Regions from separate parts of the Gossypium hirsutum genome. Here region 2 is linked to region 1. The links are chromatin contacts, called in public Hi-C maps. All regions are on one chromosome and are shown on one strand. Each heading gives the region's core, a stretch centred on a gene start, on an enhancer-like site or on the middle of the called end of the contact. The rest is flanking DNA. Distances are from core to core; before and after follow the strand shown. Region 1 holds the start of LOC107885955 (calcium-transporting ATPase 1, endoplasmic reticulum-type). Region 2 holds the start of LOC107887987 (ankyrin repeat-containing protein At5g02620).

The links. A called contact is a pair of places that touch in the nucleus more often than the background predicts.
Region 2: a contact with region 1 is called in a Hi-C map of leaf, with 1.9 times the contacts expected there. The contact joins the promoter of LOC107887987 here to the promoter of LOC107885955 in region 1. A contact is called at or near these places in 3 of 34 Hi-C or Micro-C datasets (callus and leaf).

What each region holds. Positions count from the first base shown.
Region 1 is chrA03:7,405,882-7,410,858 of Gossypium_hirsutum_v2.1, reverse strand. It overlaps LOC107885955 (calcium-transporting ATPase 1, endoplasmic reticulum-type), which reads left to right and starts at 2,498. Exons shown (of 9, transcript XM_041107247.1): 1 at 2,498-2,921; 2 at 3,142-4,581; 3 at 4,828-4,894. The coding sequence starts at 3,169.
Region 2 is chrA03:7,555,331-7,560,433 of Gossypium_hirsutum_v2.1, reverse strand. LOC107887987 (ankyrin repeat-containing protein At5g02620) reads left to right here and starts at 1,618. Exons shown (of 3, transcript XM_016812184.2): 1 at 1,618-2,214; 2 at 2,329-2,741; 3 at 2,842-3,851. The coding sequence starts at 1,869. The coding sequence ends at 3,705.

The sequences.
Region 1 (4,977 bases), core at 1,249-3,748:
CAAAATGTGGTCCATTTTCATACAAAATAATTTTATATAGTAATTTTAAAAAAATACTTTTTAGTGATTTTTATTTAAAATATAAGATTATAATTGAAATGAGAGAGTTTTGGTTCAAATCTCATTATGAGTTATTTTTAGATTTTACATAAAAACATAAAATGACAAAAAAAACCTTACAATATATTTGTTATTTTGCAGGATAATTGAATATTTATTAATTTCCTGAGTTAGAATTCGGTTAATAGATAACACCATCTCAATTAACTTTTTAATATATAGTATAGATTCACACACAATTCATTTAAGGGTGTGTTTGTTTATGGAAATTTACTTAAAAAAAAGTTTTCTACATTTTCTTGTGTTTATTTCATGAGAAACAACTTGATCAACAAAATAACTTACAGGTAGACCTGATCATGGGCCGGGCTGCCTAGCCCAATCTAAAGGTCCACCCAAAAAAGGGAGAGTTTTGATAAAAATATAGACTCGAAAAATAGACATAGACAAAAAATAAAGCATGTTTTCTTAACGGGCCGGATTTTGAGTAAAAATTTTTTTGACCCCAGCTCCGGCCTGAATAAATTAATTATTTTTAATAAAAAAATTTGTTTTGTTTTTGTTTTTCTTGGTGTTTTTGTGCTATTTTTTTGTTGTTGTTATTTTTGTTATTTTTACTATTATTTTTTCTGTTTAGGTATTATTTTTTGTGCATTTTTATATTATTTTGCTACTGTTTTTAATGTTGTTTTATCCTTTTTGATATTATTTGGATATTGTAAAACTTATGTTTTGTTGTTAATTTTTGTTACTATTTTAGTTGCAACTATCTTAAGATAAAGAATTTTTAATGTATTTTCAATTTGTTTGTGGTTTTAATATTTGTTTTAATGTTTTAAAGTGTATTTGATATATTATATTTTTTAAAAATTTGTTGTATTCGGGCCAGGTTCTAGTTTAGCTTCTATAATTCGAGTCGAGTTTAGACAAAATTTTAGGCCAATTTTTTGGGTTAGACCCGAACCAAAAAAATAGGTCAAAAATTTTGTTGAGACTCGATCCGAACCTAACCCAACCCTCGATCAGCTCTACTTACATATTAATAGATTTCTTTTCTTTTTTTTTGTGATTTGACTTGTCATTTTAAAAAGTACAAATTATTTTTTTTAAAAATAGTTGTTTTATGAATATTTTTATTTTTATATAAAAATTAATTTTAATCGAATTTAATGTTATTACATTATAATAAATTCTTTAATTTTAATTTCTAAAGATATTTTTTAAAAGATAACTTCTTTTTGCAATTTTCATATAATTTCCTTTTAATTTCCACGTGTTATTCCTTTACTTTCCAATTTTAATATAATTTCTTTTTATCACAGGACGCTTCTTTGTTGATTGGCAGCCCAATCGACCTCATTAATGTGCTCTAGCTTCCTCGTTCTTCTCAAGCTGGAATATTGCGCCACCTCTCTTGCCACCGCTTGCTTCTTCACCTATCAAAGGACCACTAAAAGAACAAAAGCGTCACTGCGTCAAAAACAACAGCAGCGACAAAGCCGGCTTTTGCTTTCGCTAGCTTTCTCTTCAACGCTTCACTTTCTGAACCCCAAAACCCTTCATCGGCGCCATAGGTTTCGTCGACTTGAGCTAGAAGCATACTGGCCGTGAGTTTATCTGAATCTGAAATAAGCAACACGAGAGAAGCTAATGATACCTCTTTAGGATCAAACGGCGAGCTAGAACGTAACGATACCTCTCTTATTCGAGGGGAGGATCTGAAGGCAGCGATGGTGAGAATGGGGGGTTAAGAGTCAAGTAGTCAACCAGAATTTTTGATGGGTGGACATTAATACATGTAATTTTTAATTTATCAAAAAAAATATAAAAGGAAATATACAAGTATTTATATCAAAATTGGAAATGCTTATTTTTAAAAATGTAAATGATTTGTACACTTATGTCACATCATTTTTATTACGATTTGACGTAAAATAAATTTTCCCTATTATTTGTAGTTGCAATTTATGATTGTAGGTGTAGCTTCCAAAACGGAAATTTACATCTACCAATTGAAAAGCTTGTTAAGTTTTGAGGAAAAAAATGGTAAGTATCAAACTGAGGGACAAATCATTATTTAACTTTGTATAATTTTATTTTGATATAAGTTGGAATATATTCTATTTTTAATTATGAGTTTGATGAATATTATAATAATTAATTTTGATTATGATTATTTGGATATATTAATTATAATTGCAAATTACGATTGTACCAAAAAGGAAATTTACATATATTAATTGAAAAGTTGGTTTTGTTAACACATGATTATATTATATAAGAAAAGAGTAAAATTATGTTTTTTTATTTAAAAATCATTTAATAAATATATTTTGCAGGAGCAAACATCAAAAACAACAGCTTGGAATAACAGAAAATGGCCCAAATTTAGTATATCTTTAAAAGCAAGGAAAGGAATAGGAATTGGAATAGGAATAGGAATAGGAATAGGAAATTTAAGTAAATATTTGTCTTGTACTACTAAAAACAGTAAACTTTATTTTTGTAGCAATAGTTGAGAAGATTTGTTTTCCCTAACTGAAAGTGGAGATTCAGTGTGGGAGGCCGCTATCGTAGTTTGTTCACGTGGAGATTTTGTATTAGTTAAAATCAATGTGGGATCAGTTTTTTCAGCGATTGAATCGCTCTTCATAATCATCTCTATTTATTTGAGTTTGACTGTTTCCTTAAAAAGGAGGAATGAATTAATAATAGCTGAGGATTCTGGGCTGTGATTAATTTATTTATTTCTACTCTGCTGATGAGAAAGTTGTTTATCCGTTAATGGGGTTCTGATTTCTAATGTGTAAAATGTAAAAAAGTGAAAAACTTTTGGCTCAGTTTAACAACTATTTGGCATTGTAAGAAAAAGGGTATTCTTTGGTTTTTTTTCTTTTTCCTTTTCATTGCTTTCTTATTATCTCAGTGGGCGAAAAGATTGGTTGTGTTTAATTTGTTAGTGAGTTTTTTGTTTAATATACTTTGTACAGATCATGATGTTTCAATTAAATTTCATTGCTTTTTAGTTCCAGTATGGAAGAAACATTAACAAAGTTTCAGCTTCTCTGATATTTATTGCAGAAATATTGTCCGTGACGTTGAATTTCAATGGGGAGAGGAGGGGAAAACTATGGTAAGAGAGAAAATGCAGGTGCTGCCTCTTTCAAGCAAGAAACTTTTCCAGCTTGGGCAAGAGATGTGAAACAATGTGAAGAGAAGTACCAAGTGAATCGAGAATTGGGATTATCAAGTGCTGAAGTTGAAAAAAGGAGGCAGATTTATGGATTGAACGAGTTACTGAAACACAAGCCGACATCCATCTTTCAACTGCTTTTGGAGCAATTTAATGACACATTAGTTAGGATACTGTTGGCTGCTGCAATCATATCTTTTGTTTTAGCTTGGTATGATGGTGAAGAAGGAGGGGAGAAGGAGATAACGGCTTTTGTGGAGCCACTTGTTATTTTCTTGATCTTGATAGTGAATGCCTTTGTGGGAATATGGCAAGAAAGTAGCGCGGAAAAAGCATTGGAGGCTTTGAAGGAAATTCAATCGGAGCATGCCGACGTAATTCGAGATGGTAAGAAGGTCTCAAGTTTGCCTGCTAAGGAACTTGTCCCCGGAGATATTGTGGAATTGAGGGTTGGTGATAAGGTACCGGCGGATATGCGGGTTTTGAATATGATAAGCTCAACTGTAAGAGTTGAACAGGGGTCATTGACCGGGGAGAGCGAAGCTGTAAGCAAGACTGTGAAGGTTGTTCCTGAGAATTCGGATATCCAAGGGAAGAAATGTATGGTCTTTGCTGGAACAACTATGGTCAATGGCAACTGTATTTGCTTGGTCACTGAGATAGGCATGAATACTGAGATTGGAAAGGTGCATTCACAGATTCATGAAGCATCACAGAGCGATACAGATACCCCATTAAAGAAGAAATTGAATGAGTTTGGCGAGGTTTTAACAATGATAATAGGAATGATTTGTATATTGGTTTGGCTTATTAATGTGAAATACTTCCTTTCTTGGGAATACGTTGATGGTTGGCCAACAAACTTTAAGTTCTCATTTGAGAAGTGCACATATTACTTCGAAATTGCGGTGGCATTGGCTGTTGCTGCAATTCCAGAAGGTTTACCAGCAGTTATTACGACATGTTTAGCACTGGGAACCCGAAAGATGGCTCAAAAGAACGCACTTGTCCGGAAGCTGCCTAGCGTAGAGACTCTTGGTTGCACAACTGTTATCTGTTCTGATAAGACAGGAACCTTGACTACCAATCAGATGGCTGTTTCGAAGCTTGTTGCTATAGGTTCAAGGTCGGGCACTCTGCGATCTTTTGATGTGGAGGGGACTACATATGATCCTTTTGATGGGAAAATACTGGGATGGCCTGTTGACGGAATGGATTCCAATCTTGAAATGATTGCCAAGATTTCTGCTGTTTGCAATGATGCTGGTGTTGAGCAATCTGGGAGGCATTATGTTGCCATTGGAATGCCTACAGAAGCAGCACTAAAGGTGAAAACTCTATTTAATAAATGAAACCCTTCTAGTTTGTGTAGTACCGCATCTGTTTGAATAAACCCACTCTAACACGAAGCAGGAGCCGAAACAAATACTTAACTATGAACCTCTTTTAGTAGCATATTTTGAATATTAATTATGTTCTTTTAGGTAATAGAACAGGAACACCTAAATCTCAGCATCAGCAACTCCATTGTTATGTTTACTGAGGCAGTCCTATTGTGTTCATTTTCATTTCAGGTTTTGGTTGAGAAAATGGAACTTCCTGAAAAGTACGCTTCCTCTTCAGCTCCTGGGGATCCTCAACGTATGTTAGCTGGTCTATTTACTATAACTTTATTGTATTTAGGTGACGATTTCTATTTCGTACTGAGCTTTCTCTGTTGCTTT
Region 2 (5,103 bases), core at 369-2,868, 150 kb before region 1:
CTCCATTATCATCAAATGTTCGACTATAAGATCACAATATCAAGCCTACAACAAGCATTCAACTCCAACAAGGCTAACAATATGTAATCTTTAGCAAAAGAGAGAAAAATGAGAGAACATCACCAAAAATGCAGCTTCTGAAAAACGGGTATTTCTGACGCTACAAGACTCGGATGAAAAATCCGACCGTACAAAGTCAAGAACACTTTATCGCCTAGCTGCTGTCCAAAAATCAGCTCAATCGAACCATGGATGGACCTTCAATCGAAGAGTTGATCACTGCTGCACTAAACTTGAAAAACTGAAATTTTCTTCTCTCTATCTCTCTGTTTTAATTTGAGATTTTTGGCTCTCAAAAAATTTCTGCCCACACCAACGTAAAAGCCCCCCAAAATAATGGCTTTTGACAAAACTAAAAAGAAGGCAAAACATTGTGGCAGAAAATATGGGTTCCCCACATAGTGGGACTCATACCCAACAGTACTAACCTGATTTAACAAAATACAAATTCAATTATCAACTATGTCCAAAATAAAAAGGTACCAATTAAGTACAAGTAGACAAATTCAATAGCCATAATTTTGGAAATAGAATATAATAAATTATTATAAATTTAAATTAACTAACCTATAATATAAATAACTAAGTCCAAAAAGGAAAATCAGACAAATCCAAAAAGTAAAATATATATTAGTCCTAACATACAATAAATAACAAAATGTACAGTTTGAAACTAATAATAATAACAACACATATAAAATATTATGAAATTTATCATGATATTATCATTTTTCTATAACACATAAAAAAGTTATCATGTCGGTGAAAGTAAAATTCAATATTAAAAATATAATCATAAAAAATTAAATATTGAACTGATTCGTGATACAAACTCAATCAATGAGATTATTTATATACACAATGTGGGTGAGAGAAAAACATTTTATGTAAAAAATTAACTAATAATTATTATTGGTATAATGGTATAATAACGGTAAGCATATCATAGAAAGGGTAAATTATTTTTTCCCAACTGAGTTAATATCGAGTTTATCCATTAAATTTATATTCAAATTGACTCTACTCAAAACTAACTTGACTAGTTCAATTAATAAATATAACACGATAAAATGTAAAATATAATATTTAAAATTTTATAATATAAAATATTTTAAATTTAATCACTATAGAGTAATACATAAATATATATAATATTTTTATTACTGTTATAAGAAAATAGATTATAATCTTAAAAGTAAAAAGTATAGAAATTAAATTATAAATGATTAGAATTAAATATTTGTTAATTGGATAATCCCACATTTGTGAATACTAACAAAAACGCGTGCACTAACAACAGCGCGTAAGACTCTCCAGTGAAGATCGAATTGAACTAATTTAGGAAACCTTTTTGTATTTTAATAATGAATGGTGTGGCCGCAGGTCCAGGATTCCTTCCAAAATTAAACCTGAGGCCAACCGCGTGAACCCACGCGAATAGATTTGGTCATCTCCAATCTTTCACGTAAAAGTCAATCTGAAACAATTGAGACTAACAAATGGCGATTTATTACAAGACAATAAAACGACAAGAGAGGTGTGTGGTGCTCTGTTCATCCCGTTTGGTTTTATAAGCTAACACATCTCCCCTCGTTTTTGTCTTGCTTTGTGTTTTTAACGAAGATAGCTTCTTCTCTCAAACTGAGGTAAATAGTAACATCGGCTTTTATGTGTTTTGTACAAAAATTTCCATCTTTTACTTGTTTTAGGTTTCTGGGTTTGCTTATTTTTATGGTTTAGATTGGGTGCTAGGGTTGTAGTTTTCTTATAAAGGTGGATTTTGATAAAACATAAACAAATTAAAGAAAATGGAGGTGGCATCAACCGAGAAGCCGCCGAGCTTTCCTCCTGCTCGGAAAAGGATGACGACACAGATAACAATAAAACGCGACGAAACGCCTCTGCATTACGCCGTACGATGTAAAGACCTTGCGGTGGTGAAAGAAATCCTTACGACTACCGAGGAAAATGAACTGAAAGAACTATTGCCTAAACAAAACCAATCTGGTGAAACTGCTCTTTATATTGCAGCCGAAAACGGTTATGTCGATTTGGTTAAGGAGATGATAAACTATTGCGATCTCTCCGATGCCGGGATCAAAGCTCGAAATGGCTTCGATGCATTCCATATTGCTGCTAAACAAGGAGATTTAGGTATGTTTCTCATGCATCAATTTTATGTTTAATGTTATTGTGAGGTGAATTAGTCCAGTTTTCGAGTTGGGATCAACATTAAGATGGTGACTTCATAATGTGGGCATTTTGCAGAAATATTGAAAGTGCTACTAGCAGTGCATCCTGAACTAGCAATGACAGTGGATTTATCAAACACCACGGCTCTACACACAGCTGCAACACAAGGGCACATTGAGATTGTGAATTTCTTATTAGAAGTAGGCAGTGGTTTGGCTACAATAGCAAGGAGCAATGGCAAAACAGCTTTACATTCAGCAGCAAGAAATGGGCATGTGGAGGTTGTGAAGGCACTTTTGGGCAGTGAACCAGGGATTGCTCCAAGGACTGATAAGAAAGGCCAAACTGCACTTCACATGGCAGTGAAGGGGCAGAACCTTAAGGTGGTAGAGGAATTGATTAGTGTTGATCCTTCATTAATGATAAACATGGTTGATACAAAGGGAAATACGCCTTTGCATATAGCTGCCCGGAAGGGCAGAATTCAGGTAAATCATACTAATAAATTGAGTTCGCTCGCCTTTACGCTCATGTTAGCTCTTGTGCATCAACAAGGCAAGATGCTAATCTAATCGCCTGTTTGTGCAGATCGTTAAGTTGTTAATTCGACACAAAGAAACCAACACAAAAGCCGTGAACAAAAGCCGCGAGACAGCGTTAGATACAGCTGAAAAAACGGGGAACCCCGAGGTTACCACCATTCTGCAACAGCATGGAGTTCAAAGTGCTCGAAACATCAAGCCTGTAGCATTGAACCCTGCCCGTGAGTTAAAACAAACAGTGAGTGACATCAAGCATGAAGTGCACAATCAACTAGAACATACTCGTCAAACTAGAAAAAATGTGCACGACATCGTCAAAAGACTCCACAAAATGCATTCCGAAGGTCTAAACAACACGATGAACTCCACCAACGTAGTCGCCGTCTTAATTGCCAGCGTCGCCTTTGCTGCCATCTTCACTCTCCCTGGCCAATTCATTGACAACCCGAACCAAGTCCCGAAGGGTCACTCCCTGGGGGAATCAAACATTGCTATATACCCAGCCTTTGTAATATTCTTCATCTTTGATTCCCTGGCACTCTTCATATCTCTTGCTATAGTGGTGGTTCAAACCTCGGTTGTTGTGATCGAGAGCAAGGCAAAGAAGAAGATGGCAGCGGTGATCAACAAGCTACTGTGGTTGGCTTGTGTGCTTGTTACGGTGGCGTTTTTAGCATTGTCGTACATTATAGTTGGGCAAAGGTGGTATAGGCTTGCATCCGGGATAAGCATTGTGGGAGCAATATTAATGGTGGCAACTCTAGCGGGCATGTGTTATTGGGTGATACGATATCGCCTTAAGGCTACCAACATGAAAAATTCACGATCGCCCACCGCCAGCAGGTCGCGTTCAGCGATTATGTCCGATTCTGAGATTATAAACAATAAGTTTCAAATGTATGCCCTTTAAATATGGTCTCCTACACAAATCTGATTTTTTTCTAGCCATTTGTTATTATTGATTGTTTGTCCTTTGATAAGTTAATTGTTAAATTATTTTTTCAGTTCAACTGAGTAAATTCTTGAAATTAAAAGTAAAAAGATTAATTTTAAATATATGAAATGTATAGGGACTGGAAACAGAATTAAACTTTTTTCATTCAAGATTTTCGTAAAATTAATGCTAATAAGCTAAGAACATTTTTGCTTATAGGGTTAAAACCATGGTGTGGTAGACCAACCATTCTTCTACATTGTTTTCAGCAATGAAGACATCACTGTGTAACATTCAATCTTTCTTCTATATTTAGTAAACCCTGGAAATCCATGAAGCATGATAGGATATGTTAAGTTCGCAATTATAATAAACGTGATGCGATGAAAAACGCATAAGTGACAATTGTTTTCTAAGTACATACTCTATGGTTTGCATCGCATTTACATATGAAAAAGAAGAGGACAGCTCTTATAGTCAGGTACCAAATTCTTAGGTCAAATTATGATTTGAGATTTAAACAACTGTCTACTTTTACAATATCCAATAATTATTCCAGTTAAAAAGCTGAGGTGGGCTTTCCTTAAAACTCTCCTAATACCCATAAAAATCATATTAACATGACGAGTTGAAAGGCTGTATTTTTAAGGGAAAATTATGTGTAATCATTTTAAGAGATTAATCCTAAATTTGAGCGTTATAGAGGGAGTAAAACTATAATTTAATCAAATCTTTACAACTTTTAGTTATTCTTTTCCCATTTACTTACAAATATTAAACCCAAAATCTAAACCACTTGATGGATTTTGAATTAATATGCTCTAAACAGAGTGGATGCGGTATAAAGGTGGGTAAATTTTTTTTCTTTTGAATAATGGGCATGGTAATTGCTATGTAATATAAGGTTGGCTAGATTTTTTTCTTTTGGATAATGGGTATAATAATTGCTTACCCCACGCCGACTCGCTCCATTATATAAAATAACAACTTTATCTTTTTATGTATAAACTATTAAAAGTGTAAAAATATAATAACATAATATAGAAAAAAAATCATATATTTTATGTTTAAATTTTTTTTAAAAAAAATTACATTTAAATATTTACTTGACTTTAAAGAAGATTGAAAATATTAAAGATAAGTAGCAAAATTTAAATTGAAGCAAAACGAGAAGGGACGGAGATAGATATTATACATCCATAATAAAGCAAGTGGATGGTGGAACAGTCCGTGCTAACACCACATTTGGTTGGGGTGAATGGAATAAGGTTGTAATAGAAAAGAGTTGTATACAGTAATTCAATTGTTTGGTTCAATGGAATAAAATAGAGTTGTAATAGTATTATTATATTCGGTTGAATGGAATAGATGTTG